Linked DNA regions of Gossypium hirsutum: regions 1 and 2 are each linked to region 3. The links are chromatin contacts, called in public Hi-C maps. All regions are on one chromosome and are shown on one strand. The core of a region is the stretch at or near the end of the contact, and the rest is flanking DNA. Distances in the headings are between cores, read along the strand shown. Region 1 holds the start of LOC107948144 (rho GTPase-activating protein 5). Region 2 holds the start of LOC107923369 (60S acidic ribosomal protein P1). Region 3 holds the start of LOC107919393 (probable truncated L-gulonolactone oxidase 7, mitochondrial).

Evidence for each region. A called contact is a pair of places that touch in the nucleus more often than the background predicts.
Region 1: a contact with region 3 is called in a Hi-C map of leaf, with 3 times the contacts expected there. The contact joins the promoter of LOC107948144 here to the promoter of LOC107919393 in region 3. A contact is called at or near these places in 4 of 34 Hi-C or Micro-C datasets (all in leaf).
Region 2: a Hi-C map of leaf shows a contact between it and region 3, with 2.2 times the contacts expected there. The contact joins the promoter of LOC107923369 here to the promoter of LOC107919393 in region 3. A contact is called at or near these places in 2 of 34 Hi-C or Micro-C datasets (leaf and petal).

What each region holds. Positions count from the first base shown.
Region 1 is chrA12:82,138,567-82,141,266 of Gossypium_hirsutum_v2.1, forward strand. LOC107948144 (rho GTPase-activating protein 5) reads left to right here and starts at 1,272. Exons shown (of 5, transcript XM_016882615.2): 1 at 1,272-1,896; 2 at 1,989-2,109; 3 at 2,174-2,293; 4 at 2,395-2,625. The coding sequence starts at 1,469.
Region 2 is chrA12:82,845,243-82,847,942 of Gossypium_hirsutum_v2.1, forward strand. It overlaps LOC107923369 (60S acidic ribosomal protein P1), which reads left to right and starts at 1,380. Exons shown (of 3, transcript XM_016853570.2): 1 at 1,380-1,527; 2 at 1,685-1,773; 3 at 2,248-2,663. The coding sequence starts at 1,702. The coding sequence ends at 2,520.
Region 3 is chrA12:82,480,375-82,483,074 of Gossypium_hirsutum_v2.1, forward strand. It overlaps LOC107919393 (probable truncated L-gulonolactone oxidase 7, mitochondrial), which reads right to left and starts at 1,319. Exons shown (of 1, transcript XM_016848869.2): 1 at 864-1,319. The coding sequence starts at 1,319. The coding sequence ends at 864.

The DNA of each region.
Region 1 (2,700 bases), core at 22-2,521, 340 kb before region 3:
CTTAAAAGTACAAAACTCTTTACCATGTCTATCTGTTCAGAACTATTTAACAGGCTTTTCCATCCACTTTTATATTAAAAGATTGGTAAAAGTGCTATAGAATTCCTCTATTAGTTGTTTAGATTACAATTTGTGTTCCTGTATTTAAAAAACGGTAGATTAAAAAGTAATTTGGTCAATTCTATTGAAATTTCAATCTATTTCTGTTGTTAACAATTGACATGGCTGACGGAATATAACCAAACAATTACAAGTGGCATGCTTAGTGTACCTCATTCTAATGTATAGGGATCAAATTTTAAAATTATAAATAGATGAAATTTTTAACAGAAGGATCCGTTTGCTTTTTAATTTAACGTATAGGAGCTAATTTGCTCTTTTTTTAGTAAAAGGAAAAAAATATAATCTGACTTATAGTATAAGGGCCTCCATTGCACTTTTACCTATTTTGTTTGATCAAAGCTAGATACTTTTTAAGTAAAGTATTGAATTTAAGTTTTAGGAATGAAGAAAATAGCAGTGGAACAAATTTGGTCCCCAAATCTAATTTGATTTAACTTTGAATTCAAAGGTTTTATGTAACTATGGGACATTGAAGGTGTCGTATAAAAGAAAGGTTAAATTTTGCTATCACTCACTTTATTTTATAAAAAATTGTAGATTTAGTTCTTATACTTTTTAAATTAGTCAATTTTAGTCCTTATATTTTTAAAATTTTGAAATTTTAGTCATCACCCAAATAATAAGAATTAAATTTATTTGGTTAAATTCAATTACTAGTCTAGCACTATGCGTACAATTGTAGATTAGTCTATATTCTCCAATTGTACAATTCTAAGTCTCTATACTTTTCGAAATTTACAATTTCAATCTTGATACAAATGATGGTCATTAATCCATTAACTGGATTTTTAGTGAATAATGAGGAAATAACAAGTTGACATGGTATTACACATATGATAATATATTTGCCACATCAAATTTTAAAAATAATAGAATATAACATAATGGATTTAATAGTTATTCTTTTGGTGAGGACTGAAACTTTAAAATTTAAAAAGTAAAAGGACTAAATTCACAATTTTTGTTAAGTTCAGAGACTAATAACATAATTTAGCCTAAAGAACAGATGTTTAATGGGACCTTATGTGTATATATTACAAAAAAGGATTTTTTTTTCAAATATATTTTTTTAATGGTACTCTTGAAACTGTCTTTCTGCAATGACAGCTTATTAGTAGGGTAGAAAGCACCCATAAAAGCTTCAGATTTGAGACAAAAAAAGAAACCTTGCCATGTGCCCATGTGACTGTACTGTGGGGGACAAGAAGTGAATATATATGTATATATATGTACACTCTAATTTAAGTTGAATTTTAATGCATTTTTATAATTAATAAGAGCTGTTATTTTCATTTTCTCATATATAATACATATTTTAACGTAAGATTTTGGATGAGAGAGAACGATGGCTGGGTTGTTTCGATCCAAATCTTGTGGACTGCTCGGACTCAGTGAGTTAAACCATGCTGCTCCGAGTCCATTCTTTCACCAAACCAAGACGAATGACGATCATGAAGAAGAAGAAGATTTTGCAGAAGATGGGATGAACCCTATTGCTACGACGCCATTGATAAGCTCGAAATCGAAATTTGGTTGTAGTCATGGAGGACGACGAGACAACAACCAATTCCCGTTTGTGGATATATTAGCAGCGTTGTTAAGGAAGTCATTAGTCACTTGCAGTGTGGACACCAACGACATATCTTCCATGGATATTAGCTTACCAACTGATGTCAAGCATGTCTCTCATGTTACTTTCGACTGCTTTAATGGCTTCCTCGGCTTACCTACTGAACTCCAACCTGATGTTCCCTCAAAGGTTCCTAGTGCCAGGTTTGTTTCTTCAAAGCCTTGGATCCATGAAAGTTCTGGTTATGGATTCTAAGAACTCAATTGATCTGTTTCTGTTTATTGCATGTTTACAGTGCAAGTGTTTTTGGGGTTTCTCCTAAGTCAATGCAGTGTTCTTATGATGATAAAGGGAATAGTTTGCCAACAATTCTTCTTATGATGCAGAGTTGTTTTTATGATGAAGGAGGTCTTAAGGTAAGAGTCTTAGCCTATGTTGGTTTAATGACTAAATTATGTTTTAATTGTGTTTCATTTGAAGGCAGAAGGAATATTTCGGATTAATGCCGAAAATAGTCAAGAAGAGTATGTTCGAGACAAGTTAAACAAAGGTATCTTACCGCACGGAATCGATGTCCATTGTTTAGCTGGTTTGATAAAGGTATAGATATATATAAGCATGTCTGGTTTTAAACCTTGGTGATGATTGAATTTGTGCCTTGCGATTCACGGCATATCTGGTTTCGAATTAATGTTTCGTAGGCATGGTTTAGAGAACTTCCTAGTGGAGTGCTCGATTGCCTTACACCGGAGCAGGTGATGCATTGCAACACGGAAGACGATTGCGTTGAGCTTGTGAAGTTGCTTCCTTCAACAGAAGCTGCTTTACTTGATTGGGCTATCAATTTGATGGCAGATGTTGTGGAGTATGAACAATACAACAAAATGAATGCACGCAACATCGCGATGGTTTTCGCACCGAATATGACTCAGGTACTTTTCTTTGTTGCATTTAGGGGTCTTGCTAGTTCAACTGCACCGGGGCGAGTGGCCTGGTGAAGTGAGTTC
Region 2 (2,700 bases), core at 130-2,629, 360 kb after region 3:
ACTTGTTGAATTTAGTGATCTCAAATCACCATTTCTGACACAATTGAAAATTAGGCCGTTACACATTGGACATTACGGAATCCAAGTATATTACACAAATAACTTTCAGCCTCTTTGTCTGCCCCTTTAGAGAAGAAAACATTAGTTTTGTGCGCATTAATGTGATGCCCTGAGTAAGCGCAAAATTTGTCTAGTAATGCCTTAATCAAGCTAGCCTGTTAATTATCAGCATGACAAAAAATAACCAAAAAGTTGCTACATTTTAACTATAAATTAAGCCATTATTTTCTTATATGTACAAAAAGAAAAAAGGTTTTTTCTTTTTTTTTTTGTATTCATTATGGATCACTAATATGAATTGATTGATAAGCCTTGTTTAGAGCATTGATTAGAATTTTTATCTAAATCTTAAATGAGAAGATTCTTATTGTCAAAATAATAAGACATTTTAGTCGATAATGTTTAGACGAAGTCAGCACAGGTTTTGATTAAGCAATGGACAACATACTCATAATTTTCTCTCATCTCTTCATGTTCCTTAATAACCTAGAAATGAAGAAAAAAGAGAAAAACTTAAGCTAGGGTGATTACTATTTTAAACGCAATTTTGGATAGTTTGGAAAGAGGATTTTTCTTGTTTATCAATGAAAAAAATGGGACCAACAAGTGCTGTGGTAATAAAGCACATTGTACTTTTAAGGGGAAAATGAGGTTCAAACCTCGAGAGCAATATTATTAGGTGGGGTAGCCACAAATCCTGAACATAAATCATAAAATAGACATGAAAAATACTAAAAAAATATTAACTGTAATTATTTTCGCTAAGAGAAATAAAAAAAACAAGATGAGAATTTAAAAAAATTATGCTAGAAAGTTTTGGTCCACCAAACATTAACCCTAAGACATGTATTTATTTGTTGGGCACTAATTGCTGTAGCTATAGAGGAATGGAGACATAAAATAGAAAGAGACATTTACAATGGGAGAAAGAAAATGTTTGCATATTCAACTCTTAACTTTTATACATTTTATTAATTTGGTTTTGATTTAACAAACTTAAATCGAAATTACCCATTTTGTTATTTGGTCCGTAAATTTAACAGATTTAACTTGCAACATTTACATATTCCGTAAACATTTACATAAAATATACAAATATCGAAAGCTATATTTATTATTTAACCACTCAAAATTATGTACAATTGATGAAAAACATTAACGACTTGATTAATTGTACTTATTTTTTCACTTTTGAAATTTATAGAGACTAAATTGCTTCAATTTTTTTGAGACGGACCAATATGCTCAACATCAAAATTGAGAGAGACTAGAGAGAAATTTTTACCTTATTTTTATAAAAACGGGCCACTTAGTTCAGTGGGCCTCAGAAATCTCAGGAGCCCCCAAATTAACACCTTTTTCCCTTTAAAACCCCAATTCTGAAACCCTAGCACGAAAAAATACCAGCTTTGAAAGCGGCGCTGCACAGCTTCCCCAAGAACCCATCATTCTCAGATTTTTTCTCAGGTAATAATTCTATTCATTATCATATCTTTTTCTTGTTACTTTTTTCGTGTGATCGTTTCCTTTAAGAATTTCCCAAGAAATTTCTTTTTCTTATATACTCTCAATTTTATTATAGAATATTTATATCGCCTTGTGTTTCAATTGTGTTTTTGTATAGTGTTTAATAGTGAAACGATGTCCACTGTTGGAGAAGCTGCTTGCTCTTACGCTGCTCTTATTCTTTATGATGATGGCATCCCCATCACCGTATCCTTTATGCAATTTAGGGTTTTATGATTTATAATTTGATATTTTTGTCGTTCCTCTGATACGATTATTGAATAAAAGGCGAAAAATTAATTACTGATGTTAAAAGAATGAGAGATTCCTGCCGATGAGGCATTGGTATAGTTGGAAAAAGCGGAGGCCTTGGGTTCTGAGTACCTAAATTTGAGACTATCATGTTTAATAATATCGTGGGGTCTTTGAGTCCCTGTTGATACGTGGGTCTTAGTCTGATATAGTCAGCATTGATCTCAATTGTTCCTTAATCCTTTGTATTGTAATAATTTATTTTACTTTGTGGTTGATTTGACATGTATTTGTATTTTTATACTTTACTTTGTGGTTGTTTTGACATGTATTTGTATTTTTATACTTTAATTTTATCGTACTTGTAACCTTAGAAAAAGAATGAGAGATTTGTCATATGGGTTACTTTTCCTTAACTATGGTTTATAGGCTGAGAAGATTTCTACACTAATTAAAGCTGCAAATGTCTCTGTTGAATCCTACTGGCCAAGCTTGTTTGCTAAGCTTTTTGAGAAGTGCAACATTGAGGATCTCATAACCAATGTTGGAGCTGCTGGTGGTGGTGCCCCAGTAGCTGCAGCTGCACCTGTTGCTGCTGGCGGAGGAGCTGGTGCTGCTGCACCACCTCCTGCTGAGGAAAAGAAGAAGGAAGAACCGGAGGAAGAGAGTGATGACGATATGGGATTCAGTTTGTTCGATTAGGTGTGTTTTGGTCAATTACTAGTTATATAACATTAAGGTAGTGACTCTTTTAGAGTTGTATTGCTATTGGTATTTGCATGTTAATTAGAAATATTACGTTTTTGTTGAATGAAGTTGACACTAAGTAGCTCTTTCTTTTGTGATCTGTTTTTCTGAATCTTCCTACATATAGTAAGTATT
Region 3 (2,700 bases), core at 69-2,568:
ACATCATTAATTACTAAAACTAAAAGTAAAACTAAACTACTAATTATTTTAGAAATAAATATAGCGAACAAAATAAAACACCACAAAAATGTGGAATTTTTTTTTGATAATATGAGTTGAAATTAAAAATGAAATAAAAACAATTGTTTAAGAAGCTATGTCCAGCTATTAGGGGTGTTCAATCGGTTAATCAACTCAAATTACCATTAACCGAATTAACCAACCTTTTTAAACCCTTAACCTTTAACTGAACCCAAATTTTTTTCAAAAAAATTAACCGACTTAACCGACCGATTAATTTATATTTCCAAAAAATTAACCGAACTGACCGAATACTTATATATTATAATATTATTTATTAAATTCGATTAATTCGGTTAACCGACTGATTTCGAACCGAATTAACCGTTAAGTAAACTTTCAAAAAATTATTAACCGACCATCGACAGAATTAATTCGGTTAACCGACCGATTAACCGAATTCGATCGGTTAACCGAATTAATTCGGTTTTACCCAAAATTTGCACACTTTTACCAGCCATAACCCAAAAGTCGACCCTGCAGACAAAACTAAGATTTGACTTTCTTGCTTGTGCTTTTAGTTGCTATACTTGGTATTAAAGTACACCTTGTAAATACGAGTCACTGGCCATTTACATGGTTACGTAATTTTTTATGTGGTTAATATTTTAATAAGTTAAATTGCTAATAAGATACTAAGTCAATGACAAAGTTGAAGTACTATTTAGATTTACACCATCGACTTCCACCTTACAATAATCACATTTTCTTTATGTTGATAGTTTTTTTTCCATATATGAATAGCGTTTTTCTATAAAGGAATAAACTAAATAATCAAACCCCTAATTCTTAATGCACACTCTTGCATCTGTAAAAGTTTTCCCAGGCCTACAAGACAGCCCTTGTTTGGAGCATAGTAAACATCTTGGGAAGAAATACACAGTCATTCCAAAGTTCTGGTTAGTCCACTCACTTGAAAACAATCTCAATGGTCTATTCGTATTTTTAACCTTCAAGAACTCTCCACCATTTTTGTATCTTTTGATCACCCCATCGAACACCAAGTTCTGGTTCTTCCCCCAATGCGGCAACGCATCATATTTGAACAAAGCCATTTGCTCGATCTTTTCCAACACGTCCTGGTAAAGCTTAGGAGCCATAGGGTCTTTGCTCTTGTAACAGGTGATGTCGAAATCTACGACGTATTCTTGCTTGCCTAAGTAAGCGGAGGAAGCTTTAACGTAGTGCATGAGGACACTGTTGTAAAGTTCTAGCCCGCACAGTGATTTGGGATCCATGGATACTAGCTCCTTCACATCATGGATGAAGCTTTTGACTACTGATGTAACGCCTTAAATAATTTATTTTTGTTTCTGTAAATATTTAACACAACTATGTATTTGCTTCAGTGGTTAAGTGTTTTGGGCGTGTGTGAGAGGTCTTGGGTTCAATTCCCACTTTGACAATTTTTGTTATTTTTGATCCAAGCCTTACCCTTGTTGAGTGGACTTATAGAAAATTGTCTATTAATTCATATCATAATGAGCCTGCTGGTTCGAGTGGTAAGGGGGTTGTTGTGTTGGAGGTCCTGTGTTTGAATCCTTATATAAGTTGTAGGTGATAATTTTTACTTTGGGCATCTGATAGAAGTTGAAAAGAATCGAAATTCTTGAGTAGTTGGATGTGGATTAGTGGGGAGGATATTAGTCGGATTTTAGTAATTTAAAAGATTTTATTTTATTTTATTTCTTTTAATTATTTTATTTTGTTTTCCCAAAATTCCTTTTCTCTTTTTGACGTTTTCTGTTCCCTTTTTTCCTCTATTCTATTTTCGTCTCTTCCTCTCCTTCTCGATTTTTCCAAATTTGCCTCCTTTTGTGCAAATTTTGACTGTATTGTTCGGTAAGTCTTGTATTGATACGATCTTAGTGTTTCAAGGTTAGTGTTTTAATGGGGGGTTTTGTGTTTATCTCAGTTAGGGGAAGGGTAAGAATCGGTTGGTGCTCCGGCATCAATTTAAGCGTTATGGGTTTCTGTCGTTGGTGGTAAGTATTTGAGTTCATTGTTTGATGTTGTAAGGCTCCGTTTGTGGAATATTTTTGGTTTGAGTTTCACAAGTGTGTACTGAATTTAGGAATTTGGATGTTGTTTCTTAGGTTTGGGTGGTCTGAAGATTATTTTCGTTGCAAAAATGAACTAAGTGTGTACTCGAAATGCAGAAAATTGAGCTTCGACAAAAGCTAAAAAACTATTCTATCGATGCCACACAAGTGTGTGCCTGGCCATGTGGTTGGCCGTGTGTGAGACACGGCCGTGTGGTCGACGAAGGCATGACCATGCACAAGACATGGCCATGTGGTAGTGTGGGTGTGGCTGTATAGGCCATACGGGCTAGGCCAAGTTGGGTTTATGGGCCCACATAGGCATGTGGACCCACCGGGCATGCCACACAAGCATGTGGGTTTTGGGCCAAGCCGTGTGGGTCACACGGGCAAGGCCAATTTGGGCGTGTGGGCACACGGACGCGTGGGCCCATTTTTTTGAAGTTTTTCTTAGGGTTATACGGGTCGTTCCGATCGATTGTGGGCTTATCGTAGAGTCAGTAAGGGCTAACCAAACCCTAAAACTATGTGATCTGTTAGTCTGATATTCTGTTCTGAATATGATATTGTTATACAT